2 separate regions of the Hordeum vulgare genome follow, and region 1 is linked to region 2. Evidence: chromatin contacts called from public Hi-C data. All regions are on one chromosome and are shown on one strand. Each heading gives the region's core, a stretch centred on a gene start, on an enhancer-like site or on the middle of the called end of the contact. The rest is flanking DNA. Distances are from core to core; before and after follow the strand shown.

Region 1 (4,929 bases), core at 766-3,265, 190 kb before region 2:
AAGCACCAGTGCCTCTCCACAAACGTTCGCGGGTGTTCCATCACAAGTCCAGCAACGCGGTTGAACGTTGCATAGCAACACCAACACCTGCCCGCAAGCGTTGCAGCAGACCATGGTGTGTCTATGCAGGATCGCGAGTGCTACATCGCAGCTCTAGCAAGAGCTGCATAGGATCATTGATGCCTTGCTTCAAGGTCGCTAGCGCTGCATCGCAGTGTGCAGCCACCCTCGCAGCACGGGTCGCTCACGTGTGCATCTCTCGATTGGAGCGACATAGACCATAGGAGCTTGGTTGCATCGCGCATGGAGAAGGAGAGAGAGATAAGAAAAAGGGGATCACGTTTGTGACTGAAGAAACACGAAACGGGTAGCTCACGTTTGCTGCACTTAATGAGATAAGGATGGGTGCCCGATGGACCCACGGAACACGTGGCGCGCGGAAGACAATTTATCCGTTCGCAAAGTTAGTCAGGAAACAATAAACGTTTTCCATTTTCCTGTCCGAACGCTTGAATCGCAACGGGCCCAAGAAAGCCGAGTGACACATGGGACCCGCATGTAGGGCCCACGATCTAAAAGGTCCTCCTATTGCACGCCTTTAGCGCTGCCCAACCTAACTAGCACTTGGAGCAGCGTGTGGATGGGCCGGCCCAAGATCGCGCAACCCGAAAAATCAGAGCCGAAAACGCCCCCACGATCGAGATCGACTTCGGGCTTGCACACAACGACTCTAACGAGTACACCACCTATTTACCGGTGATTATTTACAGCGCTACCATTTTAAAAACAGAAACATAGAGGCGCTTTTTATTACGCATTACACTGTAAATTTTAGAATTTTCAATTATTTGAAAATAGGTTCACATATTTCAAATTGAGTTCACAAGCATGGAAAAAAGTCCGCGGAATAAAAAAATTTCACCATATAAAAATGTTCATGTATTAAAAAAAGTTCATGAATTCAAATTAACCTTATCGATTTTCAAAAAAAAAATCATTGATTTGAAGAAAAAAGTTCCTTAGATTTGGAAAAAGTTCATCAAATTTGAAAAGGTTCATCCAAATTCAAAAAGTTCATCGATTATAAAAATAGATTATCAAAAAATGAAAAAGTTTGGCCATTTGAAGAAAAAGTTCATCGAATTTGAAAAGGTTCATCCAAATTAAAAAGTTCATTGAATTTTAAAAAAATTCATCAATTTTACAAATAGTTCATCGAAAAATGGAAAAGGTTCATCCATTTGAAAAAAAGTTAATCAATTTTGAAATGAGTTCATCGGATTTGAAGAAAAGTGCATCGATTTTCAAAAATCTCATCAGAAAATGAAAAAGGTTCAGCATTCGAAAAGAGTTCACAAATCTGAATAAAATTCATCAAATAAGTAAGAAAAAAAGGGTAAATGATAAAGGCAAAAGAAAAAGAAATAAGAAAGAAGGAGAGAAAAAGCAATGAAGCGTGGGAAAAGCTCGAACCTATGAGGTCCCTTGAAGTGGCCGAGTGGTAATCGTAGTTTATAGTTAAACAGTAGGTCGCAGGTTTGATCTTTTCAACCGGCGTTGTTTTTGCGGCTTAAAAAGCTACTCTCCGTTAGTCTTTTAAATGGTTACACTAGGAGTCTACATACGGATAAAAATGATTGAATATACACACTAAAATATGTCTATATACATTCGTATGTAGTCTATTAGTGAAACCTTTAAAAATACTTATACTCCCTCTGTTTTTAAATATAAGTTTTTTAAGATGTTTCACTAAAATGATTACATACAGATATATATAGACATACTTTAGAATATAGATTCATTCATTTTACTTCGTATGTAGTCTTCTAGTGAAATGTCTAAAAGAACTTATATTTAGAAAGGGAGGAAGTATTTAGGAATGGAAGGAGTAGATGAGAAAATGCTAAATGAACCGAGCCCGGCCCGGCCAATACGCGTGCAGGCGTCGGTTTCAAAAATGAACTAAAACTGGTACGTGTAGCGCTAAATAGGAAATGCCCGATCCAACGGCCGATCCTGCTTCGCGCACTTTTGATCATTTCATCCATTTACAGACCAGTTCTCACACACAAAAAATAAATAAATCCATACACAAACTACACGCCATTATCCAATCCCCACCACCACCTCCTCCATTTCTAATCCTCCTCCCATCTCCGTCGTCGTCTAGGGATCGAGCAGGTGGAGAGCAGGGAAGATGATGATGACGCGGGCATCGATGGGCGAGATGGATGGGGCTGCGTTGGACGAGGTGGTTCGGCGTCTCGTCGAAGGGGGCCGCGGCGGGCGCCAGGTCCAGCTGTCGGAGGCGGAGATCCGACAGCTCTGCGTCGAGGCCAAAAGGGTGCTTCTCTCGCAGCCCAACCTCCTGCGCATTCCCGCGCCCGTCAAGATCTGCGGTGAGCATCGGCCTCAAGGCCCCTCCACTACCCTCTGATGCGGGCATATTATACCGCGCGCCCCCTCTTTGTGGCGCGTTTGCGCATTTAGGCCGTACATGGCCGACTCCCAGAGACGCGATTATTTGTGTTCGATTTTTACTGATTCTGGCGCGTACGGTTTATTTGGGGTATTGACTGTTGAGGACCCTGTAACCTTTTCTGTAAGAACAAGTATATACTCTGTTGAAATATTGACATTCTCGTAAGTATACTGTTTGAAGTTTAGGAATCTGTGTTAGGGCTGCTGTCCATCGGTGTAGGCTGGCTCGGTTTAGTCCCACCTCGCTCCACCTTGCTTATGGGAGGAGGCCATGACCAGCTTATAAGGGAGTGATTCCTTCCTCCCTTCAGTCCGGGCTTTTGGATAGAGTGGGCTCTTCGTTGAATGTTGGTCCACGTGCGCATAAACGTTCAGAACGTAGGTAGAGTGTGGGCTAGGCCGAGTTGGACGCTAACATTTGGTATCAGAGCCAACATCGCCATGCCTTCCTGAGAAGCCGCTTCTCAGGGGATGGGATGTTCCCTTCAGTCCGGGCTTTTGTTGGCCCGAGTTCTTGCAGCGTGGTCAATGGCTGGAGTTGGTACACTCTTTGCTATATGGGTACACTTGTATTATCTTTTTATACATTTTAGGATTATAGTGGTTTAAATTTGAAATATCAATGGGAAGGATCTAATACTGACAATAGTTGCCAGGAATCAGGCTCGCCTGGGTCGATGATCGGGGTCGCGGTTCGTGGTTCGCCACCTCTCTGGATCGAGGTTCGACGAGGGGTATACATCTCCGGGATGTCAATTGGGAACGTGGGTCGCGATCCAAACTATTTTGGGTCGATGACCCTAGGTCATGGTGATTTTTCCATGGATGCAAAGAGAGATCCTGCCATTCCCGTCTGAAAAGATTATGATCTGGGTGGTGATTTAGTTCTCTTCCCACTTTCGCAGAAAAAATGACGCCACAAGTCAGCTGTTTACGGCGTGATCTTCTCATTTACCATTTTCTTTCACACCAACCGTAACTATCCCCAACTCTTTCTTCTTTACTTCATCTGCAGAGCTCTAGTCCGTGACCCCGTTCTAAGCCACGAGTCCTTTAGCACTCCTTCTGTTTGCCCTTCCATCGGTTCCTCCCTTGTGCAGTCTATATGTTCCCTAGTACTAGTATGCATCAGATTCCAAATCGGCAACGGTGAGGAGGGCTTTTATCCATCAATGGTGGGACTATGGAAGCGAGACAAGATAGGGCGGATACCACACCAAGCAGCTCGACGATCGGCGGCGAGTGACGGATTGTAGACGACAGACACGAACAGTCCGATGGATTTCTGATTTTGGAGCGCGATTACCAGGTAACCCTCGATTCACCATAACTCATGTTCCCTCGTAGTTGTTCTTGATCTGGGGTATCATCGATCGATCAGGGTCGCGATCTGCCTGACGACTCACCTCGATCCCACCTCGTCCCCGACCCTCGATTGGGGTTGATCGACCCCGGGTCACGGAGCACACCCTCGACCCATGAACCTGGCTACTATGCTACTAACCTAACACTAATTACTTAGATAAAGGTAGACAACGATATTCTTCTCTGCTTTATTGAGGGTTAGCCCCTTTATATAGTACACAAGACTTGACCGAGAAGTCGGTAAGTCTATTATACAACTCTAATACGATTGCTAAATTGATTGGACTCTTTCCTAACAAAGTTTTTTCGTTAATACGTAGGTTGCTTATCTTTCCATTGATAGAAGTGTAAAATAGCACAAATGGGCATCCCTCAGCTACGTGCACGATCACGTGCAGCAGAGCGCGCGAGTGAGCAGAGGACAAATGGGTTGCTTGATCCCAACTAGGAAAGTTAAACTACAGGAAGTACCATGTTGAGCCCTTTGGCTCCAGCCCTTGCCCAAGATCGAACATCCTCCTGGATGGCTTGGACGAGTCGTGTGTGAGAAGGTTGAGCTCCTTTGAAGATACACGCATTATTGTACTTCTAGATGGACCATGCCGAGAGGACGATCAGGGAGTCGAGGCCTTCTCGCACACATGCTGGGGAGCCAGTAATGGCTGAAGACCACCATTTAAAAAAGTCAGCATGTCCATCAAATGGGGAGATGGTGAGACGACACCAAGAGAGAACCTCGTGCCAGGTAACGGTGAGACGACACCAAGAGAGAACCTCGTGCCAGGTAACACGTGAGACAACACAACCTGGAAGGAGGTGGTGTATGGTCTCCTTGGTCTAGTCGCAAAGGATGCAGCAGGGTGCATGGGATAGTCCGCGAAGGGCAAGTCGCTCGACGTTCCAGCATCGATTCTGATCGACAAGCCAAAGGAATTCCAAGTCAGTTGTCAATGGGTGCTTGGGCGGAGCCATTGTTGAAGAGCGTGATGTAGCAAAATTTCAGAGTAGATGCCATTCTCTACCTAGCGTGAAGGGATGGTGTCGGGGTTAGGAGAGAGATCCACGTTGTGGAGCCGTTGC
Region 2 (5,013 bases), core at 758-3,257:
CTATCCTCCCCTCAAGACTCATACCCTTGCTCCAAATCTTTTGCTAGCGACCATACCATGTGCATAGGACATAAAACTTTTTTTAAAAAATATTATTTTCACCAAAAGGCAATTATTTAATTTAGCTTTTCGAAAACCCATTAATTGAGGTTTTTACTGCAAGTCCTCAAATTAGGGAACATGTTTTGTCACAAATATTTTATTTGGATCCTTTTATCAAAAAGACTTACCCAAACCACAAAATTATTATTTAAAATTTATTTTACCATTTTATTTAAATACCTTTTTTTGAAGCCATAAATGGTCTTTTATAGGTCGGAAATATTTTTATGCTCTCAAAATATTTGAGAAAAATTAGGGAAACTCAGTGGACATATGTTTTCCATATATAAGAGTTTCAACACATAGTCATGTTCAAAATATTGGACAAATCATCCAAAACCCTTTGTGTTCATTTCAAGTATTTGGAATGTTTCAATAAGATATATTCTAAAATAATTCCAGTAAACTTCTAGCAAGTCACACATGATATATGTGATGATCTTGGCACGTTTATCTCAATCCAACTTGATTTGGTTCACCAAAATATTCCAAAACCCTTACTCTCCAGAACCAAACTTGAGCAACTTTACATTGCCAAGGTTCTCCAATTATTCTCAAACTTCGTGGACCTGTTCTAATACTCTAATAATGCATCCACACCAAGTGTTGCATAAGGGCCAACAAATCAGCTTGTCCAAATCCCTTGAAACCCATCATTGCTGATTTCTAGAATTGGGAAACTTTGCATTGTGAAGTTTCTCCAATTATTCCCAAACTACTTGGGCATGCTCTAAGCGCCAAATGATGCCAGCACACCAAGTGGTGCATTAGGAAGAACATAATTGAATGGATGGATCTAAGAAAAACCATTTCTATCCATTTCATACCAGGTTTGTATTGTCACCTTTCATCAAATAATCTCAAATTTGGTGATGAGGACCATTTGGTCTTACCATTTATCCCTAGTAAATATGAGGGCTATTGGATACCCCTAGATGCCCTAGAGCAACATCAAACACCTTCATTCACAAGCTTGTGCACAAGCAAAGTTGACCCAAAAAGATTCTCGTTGCCTCCAACTTTTTACCACATTATTTTATGACCCTGTTTTACCTCCACTAACTTTGCTACAGCCTCAGCTCAATTATTTGGAGCTTAACTCCCTCATTTTCCCTATATTTTTACCATGGAAGCACCTCTCTACTCTATATGCTTCTAATCTGTTCATGCAAATGCTCCCAAACACCACCAAAAATCCATTTGCATGCTGCTTCATGAAACCAAACCCAATAAAGGCATCCCATGTGGGAAATATGAGAAAACCATCTAAACCTAGCTTATGGTAGCAAATGTGCCTTTGTAATGCAACTATATTGTACACTTGCCTCCTAGGAGTGAAAATTGGTGTACGTATAGTCCTTCCATAAATAGGCCAACCAGACATCTTTTTACCCCTCTTACTCGTGCCGGGGGATTATCCTTGATCTCCCACACCTCTCCCAAACACAAACAAAGCTCCAAAACGGCTCTCGCATGCGTGTTGGCCCCGCCCGAGGGCATACGAGGCTCACCCGAACTCCCATTGGTGGCCCCGCCTAAAATCTCATCCCCGTACTCCCACTTGACCCCCTCACTACCTCTCGCTCCTGTGAACCTCCCATGCCTCCACATTCAACCTGACGTGCCCTCCTCCTCCTCTAGTGGCCCCCATTTGCACCATTCAGCTCCGCTCGAATTTGAGCGTGACAGCCCTCCCGTGCCCGGGCTCTCTCCCAAACGAACCCTCGTGGCGGTCCCATATTTGTCGGCACCCCAACCCTTGTTCTACGCCGCCGTATTGCACTCTCGAGTAATGACAAATGCCACCATCCGTGCTCTCTTCGAACAGCTAGCTCCCTGTCACCCCTGTGACCAACAGGGCCACCCCCGAGCGCGACATGGAGTAGGGCATCCGCCCAAGCCCCTGGCTTGGCCTCAGGTGCTGCCAGGCAGCCAGAACCATGGTGACCGTCACCCTCCTATGCTTCTCCCTGCTCGGAAGGGAGAAAGAAGAAGGACCCGATCGATGGGGCCTGCCTTTAAGCCTCCCACCGGCCGGTCCCCACCAGTTCAAGTGGAGGCGCCCCCTCCTTTTTCCATTTCCCCGCATAGGAGACGCGCTCCATGGAGTGCGCCTTTGACGTGGCCATCCTGCACGCGCGCCAAAGCTGTTGGGCCGACCCATTGCGCCCAGCTGCCTATCGAGTGACCTAGGCGCAGTATAGCCCTTGCGGTATAATCTTTTCTAATTTTTATTTCTTCAGAGACTAAACAATTCGTAAGAAATTCATATGAACGGCAAAGTTGGCGATTCAAATTTCTGGAGATCGCAAAAATCTTTCTCTATCAAGAATACTAACTTGCACATTTTTCCAGGAAGCTTTCATATACACCTAATAAATGAAACCCTATTTTGGTATTTCGGCCTTTAGATTTGGAAATTACTACGGATCTCACCCTAGATCCAAATGCAATGATTCTTACTCGTATGTGGATCTAAATTCATGAACTAGGTGATGAACAATTTTCCTTGCACATCCTCTACAAACTTGATTATTGAGTTATTTCTTCATATATGAACCACTTGTTAAATCTCTAGAATATTTATATCAACTCAAAATCTAGTGAAACTATTTTCTAAATTCTTCTAGAATCATGCCCTATTTGATTAGTGCCTCCACTGATTTTGAGGAAAATATATTCCCTAGACTTCTTGAGGGATCAATAATGCCTCCATTTCCACCGTTCAAAGATCTTTGGTGATCCAAATCCATTAGAGAAACTCTAGGTATTTTTTATGAAAATGGTAATCCTAAAAAAATAATGGTTGTTCTATTGTTGTGTGGCTTATTGTGCTTGTTTCTGGTAAAGTAGACGAAGTGCTTAGAGTTGGACTGGAATCTTGTGAAGACCTCAAAGACTTTGCTGAACCACGCAACCAGCCGTTTAACCATGTATAAGAAATTATTTTATGCATGGCATATAAGGCTTCATTCCATTGCATTGAATCATGAATAGGTGACCCCGTGCTGGGTTACTGCCGTTCTTTCCTTGTTGATATTTGCACTAAGCTTGACCCTACCTTCCTATGAGGGTTGTGCATGTGGGAAGTAGTTAGGATGCTATGTCGATGCTACGCGAAAGGGATGGGAATATGCATGGTGACGGAAAAAGAAATGATTTCAAAGAATTTTTGAAAACCCCGTTGGGTGCCACTAATACCCGAGGGAGATGATGCTGAGCTAGGTGGACACTTGGTAAAGAAGTGGTGTACTAGAGCAAGTCATGTGTGTGTCTTCGAAAAGGGATTAGAATTAAGATTTCTCGACCATCCAACCTTACATGTGCGAGCACGAGATACCTTTATGGGATGAAGCTTTGTTGATTACCTTGGTCGGTGCTAGCAGAGAGGCCGCATTACTAGTGGAGAGAGATCCGGGTCACTCTCTCGATACGAGGTCATTCCTGGTTGGGCGACCATGGGCTGTTTTTACAAACACGGGGTACATCATTGTGTCCATGGAAGGATGGTATGATCTTGAGCGAGGCTCGTATGATGGAAATCACGAGGACATGGACCAACGAGTGGACTCTTTGTTTAATGTAGTTAGGGGAAAGGCATTGTTTTGTTCCTTACCTCAGGTGTGCAATATACCGCGAGCCGTGTATAACAAGGAAGTTACCCGAGTCTTGTGGGTATAGTGTGCAACCTCTACAAAGTGTAAAGCATTTTGAATAGTCATGTGCATGGTCAAGGATAGTTGGTTGGTGCTTCTTAGATTATGTCGAGATATTTTCAAAACACTTGGTGTGTTTCAGAAAGATGATACTTAAGCTAAGTCGAATGGTATTACATGATGAATGAACATGAGGTGTTCAACCGCTGATTACGATGATATCTATAACTTGTTCATGTGAGTATTTGCAACCTGTTAATGCATTCTTTTACAAGTTGATTGATCATGACATTGCACCCAAAACTAGCTTTCTGTAACTTACCTAGTTAGTGTTATATCATGCATTATTATTGCCTTCTTCCAAACATGGGTTGCTTGTGAGTACATTCAGAGTATTCATTGTCTTGCCAATGGTCATTTTACTGGCCGGGCATGAAAGAACGGGATACGAAGAAGAGTACTTGGTGATGTACGTGTGAGCTAGGATGCTTCCTAGTCAGACTGCATGTAAGGTTAAGGTAGATGGCATGGGTTCACGCTATCGATATAGATTTCAGCTGCAAATATATGAAGACTTGGCCATAAAGGCCATATTCGATTAAAACAGTATGCAATGGATGCAAGACTATTATTATTCAGTTTATATCTATTCAGTGAGCATTGATCTCTGGGATCATTGTGCATGCACATTTGACATTTTTCATGTGTCTCCTCCTAGTTCCCAACCGCCCCGACCAATACAAGGACATCGATCATCAGGCCATCGACCTTCAACTAAACCTCACTTATAATGAGACAGCGATCTGCATCTTGGATGAAGCTGAGCGTTGCACCAAAAGCCTCACCATCAAGTACTTCAAGGTCGAGTGGAGCATCCACACTGAAGCAGAAGCAACATGGAAGTGTGAAGACTACCTTAGATCAGAGTTCCCTTATCTTCTAGCGCCTAGCCTAGCAAGCTGGGGGATTAGATTCTTCTTGGGGGATACGTTTGTCACCCCAATTGTTTGTACCACTTTGCCACATTATGTTTTTACAAAAATTAGGAACCATTTAAAACTTTTTGAATGCTTGTGATGTCTGATCTGGTTGCTACTTGCTTGTGTGATTGATTGTGTTTTATATCACAAAAAATATTATTCTATCAAGAACTCATCTCATTGACATCAAACCTTTGCCTAATGATCATGCCATGTGTATAGGACTAGGATAGATTTCCATCCTATTATCAAAAAGACTTCCCAAAACCAAAAAA

What was found. A called contact is a pair of places that touch in the nucleus more often than the background predicts.
Region 1: a contact with region 2 is called in a Hi-C map of seedling, with 1.7 times the contacts expected there. The contact joins the promoter of LOC123443630 here to the enhancer-like site in region 2. A contact is called at or near these places in 3 of 6 Hi-C or Micro-C datasets (leaf and seedling).

What each region holds. Positions count from the first base shown.
Region 1 is chr3H:256,267,699-256,272,627 of MorexV3_pseudomolecules_assembly, reverse strand. LOC123443630 (serine/threonine-protein phosphatase PP1-like) reads left to right here and starts at 2,015. Exons shown (of 4, transcript XM_045120106.1): 1 at 2,015-2,402. The coding sequence starts at 2,201.
Region 2 is chr3H:256,076,130-256,081,142 of MorexV3_pseudomolecules_assembly, reverse strand. No RefSeq gene overlaps it. Among protein-coding and RNA genes, the nearest start is that of LOC123443631, 180 kb to the left of the region's middle. Within about 2 kb of position 2,007, at least 3 of the 3 cell types and tissues checked have open chromatin away from gene starts, as enhancers often do. A contact at or near this core is called in leaf and seedling, where this site is marked.